2 separate regions of the Triticum aestivum genome follow, and region 1 is linked to region 2. Evidence: chromatin contacts called from public Hi-C data. All regions are on one chromosome and are shown on one strand. The core of a region is the stretch at or near the end of the contact, and the rest is flanking DNA. Distances in the headings are between cores, read along the strand shown.

What was found. A called contact is a pair of places that touch in the nucleus more often than the background predicts.
Region 1: a contact with region 2 is called in a Hi-C map of leaf, with 3 times the contacts expected there. The contact joins the promoter of LOC123062454 here to the enhancer-like site in region 2. A contact is called at or near these places in 2 of 5 Hi-C or Micro-C datasets (both in leaf).

Annotation. Positions count from the first base shown.
Region 1 is chr3A:595,821,354-595,826,422 of IWGSC CS RefSeq v2.1, reverse strand. LOC123062454 (CBL-interacting protein kinase 11) reads right to left here and starts at 2,319. Exons shown (of 2, transcript XM_044485975.1): 1 at 2,013-2,319; 2 at 1-1,644. The coding sequence starts at 1,329.
Region 2 is chr3A:595,493,246-595,498,642 of IWGSC CS RefSeq v2.1, reverse strand. No RefSeq gene overlaps it. Among protein-coding and RNA genes, the nearest start is that of LOC123058733, 2.8 kb to the left of the region's middle. Within about 2 kb of position 2,857, at least 6 of the 8 cell types and tissues checked have an H3K27ac peak or open chromatin away from gene starts, as enhancers often do. A contact at or near this core is called in leaf, where this site is marked.

The DNA.
Region 1 (5,069 bases), core at 1,070-3,569, 330 kb before region 2:
CCGATGGTGCTGATCACCTTGCCATACCCATACAATATCCTTGAGTGCTGGCCTTACTTCCTCTTTCACCAGCTTTTGATACTCCATAGTGTCTCCATTAGTCTTTTTCAACTCAACTAGGAGAAAAGAAGGGGCTACCTCGAAAATCTCGGCATCAAGCTCGAGAAACCCCTTCTTTCCTTCCTTTGGAGCAGCCAACTTCAGGACTCCATTTTCTTTCTTCTTAATTTTTAGCTTCAAGCGTTTGGCCAGTTCCTTCAACTTTGTAAGTACTATTGTTACAGGCTGCCTAGTGGTAAACCGTTCTTCCCTGCGACCATACTCATCCTCAAAAAACCCAGATAGATTGAACCCTGTTGACAGAGAGATGATGTCAAATGCATTCAGGTTTGGGAGGCTTAATGACCCTTGATTTCCCTCAGAAGTGCTGCATCCTGTCGAGCCTGGCGACGCAGCTTCAGCTGAAAAGGTGTTGTGCTTTGCTTCAGGCTCGGTTTTCTTTGCATTTACCTCAACTGGTCTTCTGTACCAAGCACTTCTCTTTATCCTAGAGATTGTAATCCTAGTACTGGGATCTGGATCAAGGATTTTATGTAATAGCTCCTTCAGCTCAGCGGAAAAATACCGAGGGCATTTGAAGTCCGCTTTGGAAATCCTTCTGTACATCTCTATCAGATTTGCCTCATGAAAAGGAAGGTAACCAGCCACAAGCACAAACAGAATTACTCCACTGGACCATACATCTGCTTTTGCACCATCATAGCCTTTCCTGCTAAGCACTTCAGGGGCAACATAAGCTGGAGTTCCACATGTGGTGTGCAGGAGACCATCCTGCCTCGCGCAATCAGCCAGGGCACTCAAACCAAAATCTGAGACTTTTAGGTTTTCATTCTCATCCAGGAGTAGATTTTCAGGCTTCAGATCACGGTGATAAACACCCCTGCTGTGGCAATAGTCAATAGCACTGATCAATTGGTGGAAATACCTCCTAGCAGCATCCTCATTAAGCTTCCCCTCCTTTACTATTTTGTTGAAAAGCTCACCACCTTTAGCATACTCCAATACAAAATAAATCTTGCTCTTGGTAGCCATTACCTCAAAAAGCTGCAGGACATTTGGGTGCTTCACCAATCTCATTACTGAAATCTCCCTCTTTATCTGCTCGATAAGTCCAACCTTGGTAACCTTATCTTTATTGATCATCTTTATAGCAACAGCTTGGCCAGTTGCAAGATTTCGGGCATAATACACCTTCGCAAAAGTTCCTTGTCCCAATTGCTTCCCGATTTCATAACGGCCCATCAAGATAGTCCTCCTCTCATCCATCATATCAAGCTATCTGAACGGAGTAAAACAAACGAACACCACACACACCGCTTATATAGCAGTATCTAGACTGTATACCTCATGAATGGAGCAGATGTCAACTGTCTTCACAAATGTGATTATCAACAAATACTGACCCCTTCGGTATACTGTGCTTCACACCACAGAGAGGAGGAACAGTACCAGTATGCAGCACATTATCATGAGAGCCCCACAGCATGAGCTTGAACGAAGCTCTGATCTTGTTTGCACAAAGTAAGTGTTTGCTGTTACGCCAGCACATCTTTCTGCATTCCCAAGTCTTCTTCCGGTGAACAACTGCCAGCCAGAAGATCAGATTAAATCATAACGGATACATGTAATGCAGGGTGGGATTACGAGCTCTAATGAAAAAACACAAATTCTGTGGCCTTTGTGGACATTAAGGCAAAATCTTGGGTGACACCCCAATGTTGTCTATCAAACTGAGATGGTACAGAACAAACAAGAGCATCCGCCAAAGCTGGATAACTGGGTGAAGCAAAGATGCCATCTCTTGAACTCTAGAAACGATTATTTCGACAATTCTAACTCAAAAACCGACCATTCCTGCAACAGGCATCCAAAATCGGCAAAATTCACGCCCAGGACGGGGCTAAACAGAGCGCTGCCAGCAAGTAGATCTCTTCCTGTCGGAAGAACAGTACCTGATCAAGAACGGGAGAAGGAAGCGCCGCGAATCCCACGGGACGCCATAGAAATCGACCGGGATCGATCCCGTGAAGCAGGCGGGCGCCGATTTGGTGCGCGTTTGGCCGCCTTGCAAGCTTGCTGTTGGTGGATTCTGGGATTTCCTGGCTGTAGGTGCCGCGCTCTCATACTCTTCCTCCTCTGGGATGGCGCTTAGCCTTTTGTGGCTAGATCCCTCGGAATCTTCTAATTTCGGTCTTAGCGATGATTGTAGCCCGGCGGCGGCGCGCTTCTCCAGAATGGAGGGAGTGCAGCAGGTTTGGCAGCCGTTTACGCTGCCGTGTTGACGATGCGGGCCTTTTTCTCATTTTGCACCTAACCTTTTGGGATTTCACTGCATTGGACGTTTGGTGAGGATCTACTTTTTTTTTGAGGGGGGATGAGGATCTACTAGGGGACGAACGAATCATACTCTGGGCTGCCCAGGTTTTGGGCTAGGCTTTGGAAAGCCCAGTATGAAAACACCAAGCCCGAACCTGGCCCGAAGTACTTGAACAATGCTTTATTTATTTAATTTGATTCACCACAAAAAATTATTTAATTTGATCTCTTGGCTATTATTAAAAATACCTATATATTTTTAAAAAATTAGTCAGGAGTGTCGTCCCCTATGAGGGCATTTTCCCTGGGTGTGGAAGCGCTTCAAGTGTTGCGTCCCAATTTCGTCATATGTCGCATGTGGACGCACCTCCACACACGAGCCTGTTTTTTTAGGTTTTGTTTGATTTTTTTCTATAAAATAAATAGATTTTGGGGATTTGCTCATTTTTCCGAGCTGTCTCAATTTTTTTAGGGTTTTTTGGGATTTCTCTTACCTTTTATTTTCTCGGGTTTTCCTGTTTTTAGAGCACATGTAGGTTGCAGTGGAGGAGTGTATATTAATTCGCGTTTGTTCATGTAGGAAGCACAATAGTGTGCTAGTTTGGAGCACATACACATAGGAAGCACGCGTTGGTGCAAGTTTGGAGCAAAGTTTAATTCACATAGGGAGCCCGGGTTAGTGTCATTTGGGAGCATAGATTAGTTCACGTAAGAAGCACAGGTCAATGCTAGTTGAGACTTGAGAGCACATGCACGTGAGAAGTACATGTTGCTCCTACTTATAGGTTAGTTCACTTAGAGAGCACATATTAGTGTTGGTTTGGAGCATATATTGGAGGCATGCAGATTAGTGCTAGTTGGAAGGACGCGGCATTTCGGCTCTTGGGTGCATCTGCACCCAAGGGTAAACAGTAACATAAGAAACTACTAGAAAAAATAATGAAAGATATTCGAGTGCGTGATGTCCGTGTCAAATTTCATCATGTTTGGATATATACTCAATTTTTTTTCTTTTTTACTAAGAGCTGCTCAGATGTTCCAAACATGACAAAATTTGACATGGACATTATGCACTCAAACATCTTTCATGAAAAAAAAAACAATTTTTCTGGACTTTTCTAGTGTTTTTTACTTTACAGTTCACCAGGAGCATATGAGCCTGAGCTCAGAAATGAATATTCATAGTTGGAACTACAGCTTGGGGGGCACATATTAGTAATAGTAGGGAGAACTGTTATTTCAGTTAGGAGCACATGTTAGTGTAGTTGGGAGCACAAATTTTGCCTAAAAAAGTTTGATGAAAGCTATCAACATGGTATCTAGTTTCGAAGATGTCAACGTAAAAAACACAATAGTGAAAACGGTTCGTAATTTAGACGTGTGGTTTGAGAAAAAGATGTTTAAAAAAGTGGATCTACAAAAACACACGAACAAACCCACTCATCCGTCTCCTCCTGTAGGGGGTATCCCACCAAAAATTTTGGATGTCGACAAGTGGCGCACTTGCGGTGTACAACTTGTCGCCACCAGCAGAGATGAGAAGTGACCTTTGTAAAGTGTACCCCTTAACTAGTGATTTTGTAAATAAAACATAATTTTAGAACATTTTGGGTTGGGCTCCGGATGGAAAAGTGGATCCCAAGAACTAGCTCAGATGACGTGCTTTTGGACCCCATATTACCCGTGCTCAAGTTTACATCCAATGGCTAGCTATTGAGGTTGTGTCTAAACTTGTGTTTCATGAAAGAATATGATATTTGTTGTACACTTCAGTGTGTCTTTGAATCACCATAACTGACATTGCATGTACTCTCCACGACATAGTACACATAAAAACGTGTCAACATCTTCCATCCATGCCTCTCCAACATGGGAAACTAAGGGTCTTCAGAACCAAAAGCCTAAATGCCCATCAATGACCCTACTTGTCGACGATGTAGTGGGCCTATTGTCAAAGCAAGAACATGGCATAGGGTGAAGCGATCAAGTGAATGTGGTCGGTGATGCACTTATTAATGACCCGATTGTTCTCCTTCTCTATGGCTCGAAGGTGCCATTCTTGCAACTTGGTGGCGCCTCCTCTATCGACTGATCTGCCATCGTTGGTGTTTTGGCATAACACGATATCCCAGAGATTTCACAGGTGGCTTTGTCCCCATCAACATGACACACACACACACACACACACACACGTGTTAGGCCCTATGACATATTCATTGGCAGGAGAAGATAATGTTGGGGATTGAAAGAAATCAAAAAAATCTTGCACCAATGCAGTTGATCATTAGATTAAGAGGAAGACCTTATAATCGATATAAATGCAAGGAATAGGGTTGTCATGCAACAAGGATGCACATAGATTTATGTATGAATGAAAGTTCTCTTATGGACTAGTGGGGGTCCATAAACTTGCTTCTCATGAAGACCTAGAGTTCATTTGAGGAGGCTCATCATTGGAATATTCTAGGATTGATAATTATGTCTATAGGAGGGTTAATAGACTACTAATCACAATAATGGCCTCTTTTCCAAAGTTTAGATTTTTGGCAGAATTTAGGCTTTTCCAGCAATCTATAGAACGCCCTACACATGGAAGTCTAGAAAAATAGGTAGTGGAAAGTAAAGACATGCAAGTGAAAGTAAAGGAGTAGAGTTTAGAGAATCGCAAGCACAATTGGCTTGGTGAAGATTTT
Region 2 (5,397 bases), core at 1,608-4,107:
TGTCCAACCTGCATGGTACAAAACCAAACATTAGCAAAATCAAGGAGTGACGATGCTTAGTCAATATGGTTCATGCTGTCTTACCTATGAAGTGCTTTGTCCGTATCCACCCATTCCGGCGGGTGAGGCTGGAACAGACCGAACTGACGAGACACGCGATGTGGCAAATGAAACTCAACAGCCCAGTTGCATATCAGTGGGCACCGCATACGCCAGAGATCCCTATCCCGCAAGCACATCGAGTTGATGGTAAACTCCGGGGTGTACCCAAGTCTGTCATCGGTGCCATATGGCTGCCATTCCACCTATGAAATAGGGCAACAATGCAAAATTGGTGAATTTTTTTAGGCAAACATGAGAAATGACTGAAGTAATGACCTCGTTACCTGCTCAGGCGTAATCGTGTCCAACTCGGCAACGTACTTCTGGTACATGAGATTGACATCGTTCGTCATCTCAGAAACCACATCCCACTTGTAAGCCCAAGTGGGGCGCCGTAATTCGTCATCTTCATCTTCATACCAAGGATTAAACCTGATGCTCTTCGGGCGTCCAACAGGCAGACGCTCCCAGCTCCATACAGAAAGTAGAAGCATATTACCACCAATGCCTGCACTATCTGTGATCCTGCAACACGCATCGTCCAGCTGCATATGAAAGAAAAACAATGTTAACTTGACAGCAAGCTTGCATTGCTAATGAAGAAATGAGTTGATCACAAAACAGACCAACTACCTGTCGGTACAAGTAGGCAAGAGTCGCTGAACCCCAGCTCCATTTGCTATCGAAGACGGTCAACGCCTTCAGCCACATCCATGGAGCGTTCTTGCCAGTGGAGTCAGGAAACAAAGTCCTCGACACAACATACCACATGTAGACACGAGCATGTGTCTGGATCACGTCATCAGTGGCATCCGGAGGGCACGTCGCAAAGTGAGTTTGAATCCACTTGAAAGCAGCTCCGGATGCTTTCCTTTCCTTCTTCTTCTTCTCTTCTCCCTCCTCTACATCAGCCTCAGCCTCGGTAGGAGCCATACCGATAAGAGCAGTCATCTGCTCGCGCCACCCATCAGAATCGGTGCTCATATAGAGAGGCATCCCGTCGATAGCAAGACCGGTGATCACGAGACATCCTCGAGCATCACGGTCATCTCCCAGTCCGAAGATGGAAAGTATGCGTCTCCGGCCTCCACCGATCAGCAAGAACGGACACCAGTGGAGCGTTCAGATTCGGCGTGGACCGGCTGACCAACTGAATCCACGGGAGTAGTCCTGCCTGCTTGATGTACGGTGTGTACCGCTCATCGTAAGGCATGGCAGGACCAGAGACCCCGTGATACCGAATCTTCAAAGGTTCAAGCTTCTGCAATAAACAAGTAATGACAAATCTTAGGGCATGTAAATTTCAACTTAAGGCAAAATATTTAGATTACTCGTTATTACCATCTCCTTCTCGCGCATCATGTAGGCCCGGTGTTTCGTGTCGTAGACATCGTCGAGAAGCCAAACCATCCTTACAAAGTTCAAACAATAAACATATATGAGTTCATCTCAAATATCGGTAAACACTCAACATTTCATATGTGTTCATCTAAACATCTCATATGTATTCATCTACAAGAATCTCAACATCTCCTTCTCACACAATGAATAAATGATTGTAAATTCTCATATATATCTAGTATGTCATATGTGTTCAAGTAAATCAATATCTCATATTTCAAATAAACTCAACATTTAATATATATCTAAAAAAATTCAACATCTCACATATAGCTACAACACTCAACATCTCATAATTATCTACAAAACTAGGCATCTCATATATATCTAAAAAAATTACAATCTAGGTTTCACTAACAAGAATCATATAGTGTGTGTGTGTGGGGGGGGGGGGGGTCAAAGGTTCCACCTAATCTTGGGCAAACAAAGATCCAAACCAAGCAAATCAAAGGTTCCACCTAATCTTGGGCAAATTCCTAAAATTGCAACGCATTTACGGAGAAAAAGAAAGGGAACGGAGGAGTTTACCTAGTAGGAGGGATTGGAGATCGAATCCGGACCTCAAAACTTCAGATCTGAGAGGGGTGTGGAGGGATTCGAAGGGAGCGCCGCTGCCGCCGCTCTCTGTAAACAGAGCAACTGCTCAGAGGGGGAAGAACTGTTGGGAGGGGCTGGCCCGATGCGGCTTAAGTCAATGTGCAGCGCCCAAGCCATAGGCGCTGCACATTACACAGTGTGGCGCCTATCCCTTGGGCGCTGCACTGCTGTCTGTGAGGCCGCAACCCAACCAGGGCTGCCACGCTGGCAGGAGGTGCGACGCCTAAGGCAGAGGCGCTGCATAGTGGTGTGTGGCGCCTAGCTGTCGGGCGCCACACGAAAGGGTCAGCAGAGTGAAATTTTTTCAAGAGCAGATCATTTTGTGATTTGATTTCGCCCTGAGATCAAATATATGATTTTTGCCCCCGCGCGCGCGGTGACAGCTCCCGATCCAGCTCCGACGTCCGCGTACCTTTGCCCTGCGGCGCTCGACCCGTCCCCTCCAGCTGCGAAGCTCCGAACACGAGGAGAAGGGACGGCGTACGGACTGGACCGGTGTGGCCACGACGACGATCCATCGCCGAATGAGAAGCGACGGAACCTCCAAGCCGCGTCCCGTCCATCAGACGCTAGCCAGCGACCGGCCCGCCTACTGTGCCTCGGGCTGGGCAGTCGGGTGGGATCGGGAGCGCATCTCGTCTGCTTTCGGCCGATTCGTTCCGTTTCGACCGCCTACTGGCCGCTAAGCCCCGGGCCACGTGCTTTCAACAGTGCGAGCGTACGTACTACGTGGGTGCATGGTAGGAGCGTACGTACGTACGTACGTCCTACGCACAAACCCGGCTAGCTCTTTACCCACGAGTCGAGGTTAGCCAATGGCATAAGCGTACAAACCCGTGCGTGCGCACGTACGTACCGCGTATAGTACGACGTTTGTTCAGCAGCACATTCATTTTTATTTTATTTTTTTGCGGGGAAACAGCGCATTCATTGCCGGACCCAGCCGATATTTTCATGTCAAGCGAGATCTACTCTAGAACAAAGCGGGCGACGATTTTGCGTGGGCACGGCGCACGTGCACCGAGCTCGGATGCCCGAGAGGCAGCTCGTGTTCAGATCGACAGCCGGCCGGCCGGTGCACATTGCTCAAAGGCCCTGAAGATTCCTGCCGTACCAAACGTGGTTCGCGATCGCCAAGACCACGCACGGAACAGGTCCGTATATTCCAGCGACCCAGCTCATGATCGTTGTGGCTGAGCATGACCATTCACCGGCCTGCTAGCTGCCTGGTTAGCTCAGCTCAGGGCGCGTCAAGCTAGGCTGCTAATCATCATTGCTCCAAATAATTGTGCGAACTGCTGGCGTCGCTGGCGTGAGATCTACTGCACATAGCGGCATGGCGCTATGGCATGGCAGCAGCACGATTTTTTGCTTGCTTGGAGCGACCGATAGATTCTGAATCATTGCAGTCGCGGCCTATCCGGGCCGGGGCATGACATGGTACTACCCACGCATGCACGGACTGAAATCGCTGGTAGAAACAGGCTTACAGGCTGCCCATGACTAAGTAGCTGCTTCGACTAGCCATGATCCTACTGCTCCAGCTTAGGGACTGGGGCGATCGATCTCGCGAGAAATTTATTGTTGATGTGTAGGACTTCGGCCTCGATACAGGTCGTATCAACACGTCAGTCTGGGTGGTATAGCAACGGGATTCACATACTGCTAGTTTTTGTAGATTGACATATCAGCTACATCTAGATCTACTTAGAGCATCTCCAATAGATTGTTCAAATTTTGACGGTCCAAGATCGGAGATGTAAATTTTGGACCGTCAAAAAATACGTTTTGGAGCTCCGAAAAAAGGCCAACTCCAACAAATAGTCCAAATTCATGGTTCAAAAAAGCAACTCCAATAGACGGTCCAAATTCATGGTCCACAACCTTGGGGAATTCCGTCAAACACCTTGTGCGCGCGGTGAAAAAAGATGGCCGCCGGTTGGATTGGCTGCTACGGTCGGCTTCGGACGGCGACAGTGATAAGAAATGAGGTAGGAGGCCGACCAAGAGAAGCTCGGCGGGCGGCGAAGACTAGTTCGGCAGCCGGGCGAAGGGCTTGGTGCGGCAGTCGTGCGGCCGGCGCAACGGCCGTGGACAGGCTCACGGCCGACGGGAGGAGGTCGGCGGCAGCCTATAAGACCTGGCAGAGGTCTACCGTGGCAGCCGGACCGCCGGAGGGGCCGAATCCCGCGCCGGCCGCCACCCGATTCGGCGGCGTCCGGGCGGCGGCGGGGAGGCGACGGTGGCGGAGGGCGGCGGCGGGGATGTGGGATGGTGGCGGCGCCGACGGTGAGGTTTTGGGCGGTCGCGGCTGCGGATTCCGGCCGGCTGTTCTTCGGGCGGGCGGACGGGGGCGTGCGGGAAAGGAAATAAAGTGGTGGTTGGGCGTTCGCGGGCGGCGGCTGGTTTTGTACCAGATGCATCTCGTGATGTACATTTGCACCGCGAGGTGTTGTATTTTACATCAAGAGGAGGCCGCGGTCCAATTTTTTTTTTACATATAGACCGTCTGTTGAAGCAGCGTTTTTTATTTTAGATGATCCAAAAGTTAAGTATTTGTACATATGGACCATTTATTGGAGATGCTCTTATATAGTATGTTCTGATAACCATGTATATGTAGGCGGGAAGACGAAATGGAGTGGTGAATGACGACAGCAAAGGAGCCCGGGCCCGTCGCTAGTGTTTTTTTTTTTAGGTTGTGGCGGTCGCTACATTTGGAACGCAAAAATGAGAAAGAAGGGCCCTAAAAAATAGGCACTCCCTCCCATCCGAAATAAGTACTTTTGAATTGGGGATAGTTCAAAACAGTTCAAACCACGACACTATTTATGGATCGAAGGTAATTGTTTTTTAGGAGCAAAAATAAAATGAGGAAGAAAGGAAGGAGAAGGGCTTTTGATTTCAGAAAAGAGGGAGATGAGCAAGTGGGCTTTTGCTGGTTGCAACTTATGGGGCTTCGCAAGCTTATTCCAGCCCGATCAGGCTACTGGGAGTGTGAGATTAGGGCGGGACCATCTAGTCAGTCCCACCTATTTAGCGCATATGTCAATCAAAATTACTCCCTTCATCTCATAATATAAGAACATTTTTTACACTACACTAGTGCCAAAAACGTTCTTATATTATGGGACGGAGGGATTACTAATTAAAGGATCCTCCGTCCGGTCTATTTTAGGAGTACTTTGCATATAAGAATTGTCCGAACTCAAATTTCATAAGGTCTTCTTGTATTTATATAAAAAAAATCAACATATACAATACTAAAGTTGTACTATATGAAAATTAAATTCATGA